Regions from separate parts of the Mus musculus genome. Here region 1 is linked to region 2. The links are chromatin contacts, called in public HiChIP or PLAC-seq maps. All regions are on one chromosome and are shown on one strand. The core of a region is the stretch at or near the end of the contact, and the rest is flanking DNA. Distances in the headings are between cores, read along the strand shown. Region 1 has its middle 26 kb from the start of Gm34805. Region 2 has its middle 29 kb from the start of 9130015L21Rik.

Region 1 (6,282 bases), core at 919-3,418, 230 kb before region 2:
TGGAAGATACCTGTCTAGACATTGCTAACCATACTACCAGTAGGACTAAAACCTCAGATATCTTGAAGAGTGCTTGTGATGGTGCAGAGGAAGCCTGGCATTAGAGGTAAGCCTGTGGATACTAAACTGGAAAGATTTGGTCAAGGCAAGATAACTCTAAGTAGCTTGATTTCCAGTGACCAATGCTGATAAGAGCTAATATCAACTCAATACACATTATTTTCATGACATTGTGTTAAACCACTTAAAGACAAGCAGGCAACTTGTGAGAAAGCTTGAAAACATTCATTTATCACAACCAGGGGAGTTTTGCTACTGCCCCAGAAAGAATAGAGGTCAGAGTTTCTACTAATATCTTATAATAATGCATAGGATGGCCAAGAGAATATTTTTTTCTGGACTGAAATATCAATAGTATTGAGGTTGAGAAACTGGGTTAAACTGTGTGTATTCTTTCATTTGCTTGCCAAGCTAATTCTATCAAGCAGGTACTACTACAACTAAACCCATTTTATAGGCAGAAAACTGAGGGTAACACACACATACACACACATATGTGTATATATATATATATGTATGTATGTGTGTGTGTATATATATATATATTTTACAGTTTGGTTAAGATCACGAGGCTAGAAGATGACAGAATGCAATTTTGAGTCTAAGTTTTGTCAACTCTAAAGCTCATGTACTTGGTTGGTTTATGGAAGCTGAAAAGTCAGCTGAGCCCAGGATAAAGAATATGGCTTAGGAACTGCATCTCAGAGAAATCTGAGGGTCTCAGGACTCCCAGGACCCAAGTATCTACTAAATCCTGCTACCATAGCAAGTGAACAGCAAGCTTAGGTCCTACTCATTTGGGGCAGAGTCTCTGGGTGTCATTGTATTGAATTGGGGCTGGTCATGACAGTCACCCTCAGATGAGCTGAGCTGGGAAAGCAGGACCCTGTCCCAGTGACTTTAGCATCATGCCCGCCCCCCAATTTTGCTCTTTGAAGGGAAGAGCAGTTTGGTGCCTCAATAATGCGTGAATGAGTAAATCAGAGGGCTGAGTAAATGCATCTTTCGTGAGACTAAACCTTGAAATACAGTATAAGAGCCTAGCATGGGTCAGAGGGGAGTCAGGGCTGGGCTGATAGGTGATGCATTGAAGAGGTGAGGTGGAGCCAGTCCTCAGGAGGGGCTGGCGGGCCCTGGCTGGGGCTCTGTAGCTCTCAACACAAGCCTCGGAGGCTGCAGGGTGAGGTCAGGCTGCGAGCATCTTGGGAGTTGAACTGACTTTTGGAAAGCATCATTGGGAGACCTTGGCAGCTGGTCTCTAAACTCAGTTGCCTCTAGCCCCAGGTGCTTTCTGTACCTAGGAAGTATATAAATGACTCCTATTCTCTTCCAGACCAATGGCACAACACAAACACCTTCTTCCTTTGGGAATCTTAGATAGTTCTCTGAATTCCTTAGAACACACACACACACACACACACACACACACACACACACACACACACACACACACACAGAGAGAGAGAGAGAGAGAGAGAGAGAGAGAGAGAGAGAGAGAGAGAGAGAGAGAGAGAGCACAGAGCACAGATAGATACAGAGACAGACAGACAGGACACAGGGACAGATAATGGGGACGGAGAGATAGGGACACACTCTTAAAAAGAAATAACCCCATTCAGACACCTAGATCAAATAGTTTTGAATGACATTGCCACCAGGGACGTGGTTAATTTTCTTTCATGTGCTGGTGTCCTGGGAATTCCGCACTTGATTCTAGGGTTCCAGAGCCTTGCTACAGTGTGGTGTATGCTGAGTCTCTGAGTGGATGCTTACATTCTGTTAGTGCAGAGCTGGTATTCCCTTCCTTGGCACCTCCCCTGAGTAGGGATCAAGGATGTAGATGGACTCAGGAATTCGGTTTATTGTTCTGGAAGTTGGAAAAGTCCTCCACAACTTGATCTCCCTTCTGGACCCTTCTGTAGACTAGAGTTATTTAGGAAAATTGTCCCCACAAAATCCAGAGAAATAAATGAAAAGTCAGAAGATTCTGGGATCTCTTATGGTTTTATTCCTTTATGGAGGAAAGTGGAGGGTGAGGGGAGGGCAGAAAAGGAACTGAAATCTGTTGATGGTTTATTTTGAGCTGAAAGACTTTCATGGTCAAAGTATAGAGGGGACAGAGCACCCTGCCTCTCAGGGTGATGTCAGAAAGACAGGTCATAGTGACAGCACTGTCCTGACTTCCTTAAAGGTCAGTTTACGCTTTTGTAATAGAGAGGTATTTATATATACTTTCTAGATTTGTGATATAGGATTCATGAGATAGCGTTCAAATGCTTCAGTTAGCAGCTGGCACAAAGTAATCGCTCACTAAGGGCATGCTAACACCATTCTTCTGGGCGGTGGGACTCATGGGCTCTAGTCAAGTATGAGGAAGTTGAGGTGTGGAGGGGTCATCGTGAAGCAGCTTTGCTCTCAGTTCCTCTCACAAGTCTCTGCTGACTTCCAGGCCAGGTCAGGTGCCCTTCTCTCTGTTGCTTTGGCTCCTGTACTTCCCTCTCAGCATGGACTGTAACTGAGAGTGAGTGTCCACTCAGAGTCTCAGCATACACCACACTGTATCAAGGCTCTGGACCCCAAGAAACAAATGTGGTGTTCCCAACAGCAAGCAGAATTCCCAGAACATGAAAGAAATCTAACTATGTCACTGGTGGCGATGTCATTCAAGATCTAGGTATCCGATTGGGGTTGTTTATTTTTTAGAGTGTGTCCTTATCTCTTTCTGTCCTCCTTATTTGTCTCAATGTCCTGCCATCTCTATCTCTATATCTCTCTTTGCTTTCTCTGTCTCTGTCTCTGTCTACCCCTTTGTGCACACACACACACATACATATACATGTATACTTGCTTCTGTTCTCTGGTTTCTTCCTTGGAGAAGTGACTGTAACAAACACATCCTTCTTTCTGTCTCCTTGATGCACTCTCCCAATTTCTGAGGAATCTAGAGAACTATCTAAGATTCCCAAAGTGAGAAGGTGAATGTGTTGTGCCATTGGTCTGAAAGGGAATAGGCATAATTTATATCCTTCCTTGGTGCAGAAATAAGCCGATGACAACGGGGCCTTGCCAGTTGCAGAGAGACAATGGGATGTCTCAGCATAGGGTTCTTAATCTTTCAACAACTCTTCCCTCCACTGTTCATTCCTAGCTCATCCAGTTCTCCCGTCTCTCTTGATTGCTAAATAAGGGACCTCAGCCAACGCCCATATATGAACTGATCCTCATTCATTGATTCATTGATTCATTGATTCATTGACTCATCTTTCCATTTAATGCTATGAGCTGCTCTGCACCAGGGCCTGGGCTTGCAAGATTGCACAGAAAGAGGCATGCTGTGCTCTTTGGGGGGTTGTAGTTTAAAAAGAGTAGTCATATGGTCACATCAGTGAATTCACAATTGTAAACTGATGTAAACGTTTGGAAAGAAAACAGGGTTTTGGAGGACTTTATCTAGACTGGATGATCAGGGAGCATGTTCCTGTGGAAGGGACAGAGATGTAGGGCTATGGGGGAATGAACAGAAGGTGGGTAGTGGCTTTTTGTGACACAATGCTCCAGACAGAGACCAGCAGGTTTAAATACTTGGTAGAGAATTAGGACTCAAGGAAGGCTGTCAAGGAAGAACATATATATTGGAGGCCTACTGGATGCTATAGGAGACAGATAGGGAGGTAGTAGTGGATGCTGTAAGCTTTTATATGGATCTGGTTTCTGCTGTAAGAAGAAGCCAGTCTGTACAAGCTGCGATACACAAGTGGTTTACTTTAAAAGTATCCTTCTAGTGGCTATGGAGAGAAGGAAGTCAGTCTGGGAACATGTGGGGAATACCAGTGATTTGGATATGTGCATCTCTAGGGAGTGATACTGATGGTTTGTAATCAATGAGGTGGTGTGGATGGCCAGAAAGCTAGCCATATGGCAGCCCGTATTCAAGAAGTATAGGGCCCTAGACTCCTTATTTTGATGGCAGAAATTTCAAGGACATGTTTCCAAGGACTAAAGATGTATGAGGGAAATAAATAAAATTTTTGCTATCTACAATTTCTTACTTTACATGCAAGTAAGGAGTTTAGCAGCTGCAATAACGTATCGTCACTTAACTCAAAAACCCTGGTGTGTTCCCTATCTCCCTTGATCTCTTGGCTTATCCTTCTAATGAGGTACCAGAACCTTCATCCTCTTGCCTAAATAACCATCATGTTTTTCCCTTACCGTTAAACGCCACTTCTGAGCCTAAATCTGGGTGCTGATCATTGCTCCTGGAGTTATTATGGAGGCCTCCTAATCGACCTCCTCCATGTAGCTAGGGAGCACATATTTGATCACATCCTTTCTTGGACCCTAGACTTATCCAGCTCTTTACTATCCTGCCTGTCATAGCCCTCATCTCTCAGTATTCCCCTGCCACATCACTGATTGACACTTTAGATATGTTCTAAGTACAGTTATATAAGTACTGTGTATCTCTTTTAAAAAGCACAATACCCTTTTCATGTATTTGAAAATTCATTGAAACTTTCAGCAATGCATCCTAAAATTTAACTGCCTGTTAAACATCAGCTAGACTCGATCACACGTCCAGAAGACATCCCATTTGTCTGTCTGTCTATCTATCTATCTATCTATCTATCTATCTATCTATCTATCTATCTATCTATCTATCTATCTACCTATCTATGCTCTTGGGCTTAAGGGATAACATAAACCATTCATCATTCGATGACCAAACTAACAACAGTGATAGTAAAAGGTAAGAGACATCAAATGTATAGATTGTCTAATAGAAAGAGATTCTTAGTCATCTCTCTTTACATTGCAAAATGGTTAAGGTAGCAGCTAGGATGAAAACAGCAGAAATAAAGTCCCGCTGAGCACAGAGTGTTTGTCACCCACTGAAACCCACAGAGGAAAGACCTGAAGGCCAATGATGACCACAATCAATGTGGCCCTGAGATCTCCTTCCAGGAGCACTGGCAAAATCCTCCTCACTGCATTCCTTATGTCTCTGCAACTTCTAACAATTTGCTTTCTATCCAGGAATGAAAATCATCTTTCTATAGACCACATCAAGGCACCGACTGTTTAAAATCTTTATTAGCTTTCACAAACTTGGGTCAAAATCTTCTGTAATCTACAAAGTCCTACTTTATTCAGCCCATGTGGCCTCCACAAGAAGCTTGAGTCTCCTCCATCCCCAGCTAGAAGGCACAGAAGGGAGACACTGAACTCAGGTCAGCAACGAAGCTCATATCGAGGCTGCTCCTTTATACCTGAAGCCTCTGGGTCTGTGCACTGCTGCAGAGCACACCTCCCTATCCCGACAACTTACAAAGGTGAGTTTACATACCAGGGCAGAGGAATGGCAGGAGTCACCATATCCCTCTGCGTAGTCTGGATCCTGAATTGCTGGTATCCATAAGGGTAGGACTCAGCTCCAGAGGCCAACCTCGACGAATCTAGAAAAAAGAGGTGAACCACGGGAGGAGAAAGAGACAGGAATAGAGAACTGACTTAATCTCTTTTAGGAACCTTGTTGATTCTTTGTCGAGAACTCTTTGTTTTTTTTTTTTTTTTTAATCCATTTTTTATACATTCAAAATTCCAAGCTGCTGAAAATTCCTCCTGTGATGAGAAGCATTCACCACAAAACATGCAGCCTGATTTGTCTTTCCCCGAAATCAAAGGCAGTATTCTGAGGAGACTGCGCCTGCCACACAAAGGTGGCAGATGTTTGCCAAGATTATAGCCGCACAAGCACTCTGCGAATTCAATCTTGGGAACATTTCAGTTTTTGAAAAGAGAAACCGTTTTTGTGTCATTTCTGGATGGGGCCTGGGATGCTCCTGGTGCCATCAGTGTAGATCCATGGCTCAGGAAGGGTGTGGACGAGGGTGGGCATGCTCACTCGGCCCTCCAAACTTTGGACATTCTGTAGGGCATTTTCTGAATAAGGCTGGGTTGTTCTCCCAAACAGGATTCGTTGTATACTAGGCTTGCGCATTACCACCGAGCTAGCTACACCCAACAAGTTTCTGAAGGACACGGGGCTGAAGAACATTGTGGGTGGGATACTTGCAGAGCCTTCTCTAGTACCATGGGTACCAAGAGTTGTGTTAGGACCTCTAGGTGTGGACGCAGGGTCTTCACAGGCTGTCGCTCTAACTCTCTATCCCATGAAACTGGTTGTCTATAGACTCCACACACTGAGAAAGCTGATTGCAA
Region 2 (5,949 bases), core at 3,303-5,802:
ACCATGAGATATTAGAGAACTACCCCTTGTCATGTAGGAGAATGGCTATTACATAGACATTTTGGCCTTCTTTCTCCTGTGTCGGTGAGGAAAAAGTGCCGGAAGATAGCAAGGCTGTGGTCGGGTTGATTGCTTAGACAAGAGATGGTGTCCTTGTTATTTTTTTTTTTTTTTGCGCAGCATCCTGGGAAATACTTAGCTGTGTTTCTCTGCCCAGTGCAGAGTGTTGCAAGCGTTCACTCTCTTCAAGAACTGTGCTGCTCATGAGAACAGATGTTCACACAATTACACAAGAATTTGATATCCAAGCACATTACCATTTTTTGTCTAGTGGCGTATTTAGTGTTGTTCTGCAATATATTGATAGGAGAGATCAATCAACATGATGTAAAGGCAGCCCCCTCCTCAGACGGTGGAGGAAACTCCTGGAACGTTCCACAGCAGAGGCTCTCCTCAACACTGCCCCTGGCGGGTAAGTGGACCCTGTGCTCGTTCCCTCGATGCTGATAGAATTAGGTTGGGTTGCAGCTGCTGCCAAAGTTTTGTGCTCAGGGTGTACTCTGGGCTGCATCACCTAATTGCCCTCTAATGGGAAAACTCAGTTTTAGTTTTCTGGAAGAAGAGGAGTTTTGTGCTTAATCCCACATTACCACGGACAACTCTCCTTCTCGCTCTCCTAAAAGCATAGGCTTTATTTGCAGAAGTTTCGGGTTCATACAAAAGTTGAACGGGAAGTAGAGACACTTCCCTCTTTCTCCTTCCACCAGCCAGGCACCATTCTCCCTATCCTTAAGTTCTTGCAGTACTTGGGCCCACTGGTGACCACCATGTACAGCTGATGATCCAGTGTTGGTATGTCCCATTAACTAAGGCACAGAGATGTATGTTAAGGCTCAGCCAGTATCTTGTAGAGGCTGTGCTTTAAAAATTTTTTTATTTTATTATTTGTGTGTGTATGTGTGTTTGTGTGTGTTTGTGTGTGTGTGTGTGTGTGTGTGTGTGTGTGTGTGTGTGTGTGTGTATGGTGTGTTGGTGTGTGAACATTTATGCAGTTCCCACAGAGGTCAGTAGAGGGTCTAGGATCACTTGGAACTGGAGTTACTGGTAGTTGTGAGTCACCGGGGAACCTGACTCAGGTCCTCTGTAGGAGAGCAGCAAGCTCTCTTAACTACTGAACCATTGCTTCAGCCCTGTTTATGGGTGATGACCCTCTTCTTCTCCCGACCCCTGGCAACTTCTAATGTTTTCCTTACCTCCATAATTTTGACTTTCCCAGTGACAGTCCTTGACATTTTTATGTCTTTTTTTTTTTTCTGTTTCCCCACATCTTCTGGTCTCTTATCTCACTACACATACACATGCATGCACACAGAGACATCATCTAAAATGCATACATGTGCTGTCTCTCCAAACCAAAGAAAAATGTAGGCAGAAGCTTTTTCGGAGCTTACTTTGCAAAGTCTCTAGCTGGGCCAACGTCTTTACAGCCTCACCCTCCTCCTATTCTTTCCAGTGGACAGTGACTGCTCCCCCTCTTCAGAAGAGCCAGCCTCTCTTCCTGACTGTGCCAGCTTCCTCCTAACTCCTTTTGGCTCCTTGTTTCTGACAGCCTGGCTCTCACTGCCCGTGCTGAGGCTGAGCAGTAATTACCTCGCGCCTGTTCTGCTACCTTCAAATAAGTTTCCCCACCTCAGAACAATTGCCTCCCCCTCCCCCCACCTCTTATCTTGACTGTGATCCTCTACAGGGCACAAAGGCCCTGTCTCTCTTGACTCTCATATTTTTGCTTCTGATGTTAAAAAGTCCCCTTGAACTTGCATTTTACAGTCGCCAGCAAAGCCCAAGTCTCTTCACAGAACCTGACATTTCCCGGGGGCAGGGTGTTTGCAATTACAGGCTGAGCTGGTTGTGGGATCAGAGAGCTGCTGAGGCCCAGGGAGGGCTGGCCTGTAGAGCATCTTTGATGAGTGACAGAGTCATTATTATAAATGTTATGCTGGGATGCCCATGAAGTCCTGTGGCAGAAGGGCTTTCCTTCCTTTATCTTGTCTTAGCTGTAAAGACAGACATACATAGAAAAACATATATGCATATCGTGGGACATAAACCCAGCTAAATGGGGGGGGGGGGAGGAAGGAGCTGGGTATGAAGCTTTCTAGTACATTCTGGAACAATCTTTGCATGGTTTCTGACCTTCTAGGGGCTCATCTTTCTTGACGATGACCTTCTACTTTGAAAGGGTAGGGATTTTGCCCAATTCCAAATTGAAGATCAGCACTTGTCTCTAACGTCCCTCTCTCCCACTTGTCTATTTGGTTGAGGTTTGTGAACACTCCCATTGGATGTGTTTCCTGCTACTCCTGTCTCTTTCAGGGGAAAATGAATAAACACCCCCAAGGGCTAGCAATTCTGGCCTGATCCCCTACAGCATCAGAGTGCTGCTCAGGGGAGCTACTTTTCTCTCCTTCCCCCACTGCAAGGGTATCTGTTCGATACTGTCATTGGTAAATATCCATGTCATTCTGTAAATCCACATTCTCATTGGTGGGCTTGGGCTTCCTACCCAGTGCAGGAGAGAGGCACACACTGTGTTAATTATCTGGTCAGGGAAGCCATGCTGGTTCTCATTGCTCATGCTGAATGTGAGCAGTAATAATGGTTTCTCATTTTTAATAAGAAAATTCTATCTTAAATATGGTTTGTCAAGGGACCTCCTCACCTCCACACTTTGGTTTTACCCTTTGAGATTAGATGTTTTGGGGAGAACTCAGGGTTTGAGGGGAGGAATCATGCTTTCTCGAGGTAAATAGATACGGACCCTAACAGTATGTGCCCCAGCAAAGGTGACAAGCCTCTCTCATCTTGCAGGTGAGTATGGCTGCCTGTGTCTGTCTCCCTGATCATTCTAGTCAACCACCCTTTTCAAAGGCTCTTCTGAACCTTAGACACTAGTCTTGGTAGCATGCAGGGAAATGCCTTGTCTCATTCTGATCATAGTGAAAGAAGTCATAACACACCTCCCCAATCGGCCAGCGCAGCAAAGCAGGGTCGTAACTGAGTCAGAATTCATATCCGAAAGCATGGCTGGTATTTTAAAATAGTTTTCATGTGTCTATCATGTTTGTGTTTTGTTGTTTATGAAAAGTCTTTTTAAATAAAGGTTCACTATTTTATGAATCTTAAGATCTCTCTGGATCTGGCAGTACCTTTGCTCTCATGTGAGGGAGATTGAACATCTGAGATTGAGGCATGCAGTTGTCCATCTATATTGAAACTGCCCAGGCTCCATTGAGTCTAAAGGATCTGCAGTGTGCATTCAAAAGGAGATTTAAATGCTTTTGTGATGTGCGAAGCACTTGCATATTTCTGGTCTAGCTTATGGTGATGTGTGTGTGTGTGTGTGTGTGTGTGTGTGTGTGTGTGTGTGTGTTTGTGTGTGTGTGTGTGTGTAAATCAGGACAGAGTTGTTTGTTTGCCAAATGGAAGGGGTAGTCTGTAGACTTCATCTGCTCAATCAGAAACTACATGCCAGTAGATGGAGGATAAAGGAGATGGAATTCAAGACGACTTCAACCCTGGGCTAATTTCTTACTTCAGAATTTGGTCATGTATGGAAACGTCCAGGTAGAGGCTCCAGCAGCACAGAAGAGAATAAGGAAAGACGTCCCCCTCCCCAACCATATAGAATACATGCCAAATTACACTAAGTACACATTTCCATGGTCAGGTACTACACATGTTTGTCCATCTGTCTGTACACCATTCAGGATATGGCTGTAAGGACTCTTACTGATAATCCAAATAGCTCACTGAATCAATAAGTAGGTTTTGTCAAAGAGCCAGGAAGGTGTGCTGAATTGATAACTGTTTGGAACCTTTGGTTCTAAACCTTCTTTTCCCAAGTCACAGAAAATGGAGGGAGAGAGAAGCACCAACTCTTTCCTCATGCCATGGCTCTTCTCATCCATCCATCACAAGCTACCAACAGACCATAACACCCTGACCATTCCTGGATGCTGAAAGAGGAGGTGGATCTTTTTTAAAATAGAAGAACTTGGCTACTTTTATAAAAAGAAATCACCTGCTAAATGTGTGGTCCCAGAAAGAAATGTCTCTGTAGACGGTGAAAGGACAGCCAGAGAGAGGCCCCAACCCTGGCATTCTGACCAGATTCCTGGCCACTTGCTGCTCAGTCACTAGGCTTGTACCTCACATCTGTTACATGCTCTGGGTGTGACGAGGGGGAATGTGCTTCCCCTCCCTGAGCCATAGTTCCTCATTTACAGACTGCAGAGTTTAGATTTCTCAGATCTCTCCCCTCCCCAATGCCTTAAAAAGCCCAGGTTATGAATTCGGAGACTCCGTGTAAAAGAAATGGGGGAAGTCAAGACAGGACAGGGCTTGTATTTAGGTGCTAAAAAAACAGGGACAAGTGACCACACCTCTTGCCAGTCTGGAAAATAAATCTACAAGGATCTGATCTGGGTTCCACAGATGACAGTGGAGTGTCCTACAAGGGGGTAATCAGTCACACAGGGTCAGGTTCTAGGCAGGTCGCCTCACTTAGAGAATGGCACCAATGTGTAGGCTGAACAGGTGTTTGAGGCCCAGCCAAGTGGATTGGAGGTCAGGCTGGGGCTTCAGTTCTAAAAACAGAGCCCAAGTGCAAAGCAGGCCTGAGGCAGAGCCCAACCATCCAGAGGCTCCAACATTGCTGGTGTGGCCACTGATGCCCAGACTCTTGGAGCAGGGGTTGCTGTATCTAGCGGAGAAAGAACTGTATCCAGGGTGACCTACCTTCTCAGGGCAAGGACAGCTTAGAGTCCAAGATGGAAGGTTGGAAAAGCTGGAACGGGATGCTTAGAACGGAAATCAGTGGTTCTTTTTAAAGATAGATTAAAATTACAATAGCCTGCACAGGGAGTGTTCCCTACTTTGCTAACTTAGTCTAAGTGTGTCATCTGTGTAGGAACTTGTTAGCAGGCTAGTTTAGGTCTCTGATATATAAACTAATGTGCAAACAGACAATTGTTTACTTAACCAATAAAGTTATTTTTGGTTAAGATAAAAACATGAGAATATCTAGACTTTCAAGTGTGACCACTACCACAGAAGATTTCAGGCCAAGATACCATGGGAAGAAGGCAAGAGTAGAAAGCAGGGTGGGAAAACGTGTAAACAGTAGGAGGCCTTGGCCTGACTTCTTTTTGTGGACTTCATGTCAGCTCTCATTTATGTCAGGCTCGGGGGATTGAAGTTACTGTCTTGACTTTCCAGTCACCTTTGCACCTTTCCAACAAGGGTGCCACACCCCTAAACTGAAAATGATTGGGTGAATGTTGGGGTTTGAAGGAGAGTGGCCCCGATAGGCTTATGGATTTGAGTGTTTTGTGTCCAGTTGTTGGAACTGCTTAGGGAGTATTGGGAGAGTGGCCTTGTAGGAGGAGGTGTGTCAGTAGGGAGAGGCTTTGAGCTTTCAAGGGTGCTTGCCAGGATATAAGTTCTCAGCTACTGCTCCATTGCTATGCCTGCCTGCTTGCTGTTAGCCTTCTGAAACTGTAAGCAAGCTCCTTTTATAAGTGCCTTGGTAATGGTTATCTCTTCAGAGCAATAGAGCAGTAACTAAGTAACCAAGACAGTAACTTTTTCCTTTCCTTTCCTTTCCTTTCCTTTCCTTTCCTTTCCTTTCCTTTCCTTTCCTTTCCTTTCCTTTCCTTTCCTTTCCTTTCCTTTCCTTTCCTTTCTTTTCTCCCTCCCTCCCTCCCTCCCTCCCTCCCTCCCTCCCTCCCTCCCTCCGTCCCTCCCTCCCTCCCTCCCTCCCTCCTTCCTTCCTTCATTCCTTCCTTCCTTCCTTCCTTCCTTCCTTCCTTCCTTCCTTCCTTCCTTCCTTCCTTCCTTCTTTCCTTCCTCCTCTCTCTCTCTCTCTCTCTCTCTCTCTCTCTCTCTCTC

What was found. HiChIP or PLAC-seq counts read pairs in DNA pulled down with a chosen protein or histone mark.
Region 1: an H3K27ac HiChIP or PLAC-seq map of microglia shows a contact between it and region 2, with 4 times the contacts expected there. The contact joins two enhancer-like sites. A contact is called at or near these places in 2 of 484 Hi-C or Micro-C datasets (bone marrow-derived macrophages and embryonic stem cells) and 1 of 115 datasets of contacts at active chromatin or transcription factors (microglia).

What each region holds. Positions count from the first base shown.
Region 1 is chr2:160,272,352-160,278,633 of GRCm38.p6, reverse strand. It overlaps Gm46773. Among named protein-coding and RNA genes, the nearest start is that of Gm34805, 26 kb to the right of the region's middle. Within about 2 kb of position 2,168, at least 19 of the 459 cell types and tissues checked have an H3K27ac peak or open chromatin away from gene starts, as enhancers often do. A contact at or near this core is called in microglia, where this site is marked.
Region 2 is chr2:160,043,059-160,049,007 of GRCm38.p6, reverse strand. No RefSeq gene overlaps it. Among named protein-coding and RNA genes, the nearest start is that of 9130015L21Rik, 29 kb to the right of the region's middle. Within about 2 kb of position 4,552, at least 13 of the 459 cell types and tissues checked have an H3K27ac peak or open chromatin away from gene starts, as enhancers often do. A contact at or near this core is called in microglia, where this site is marked.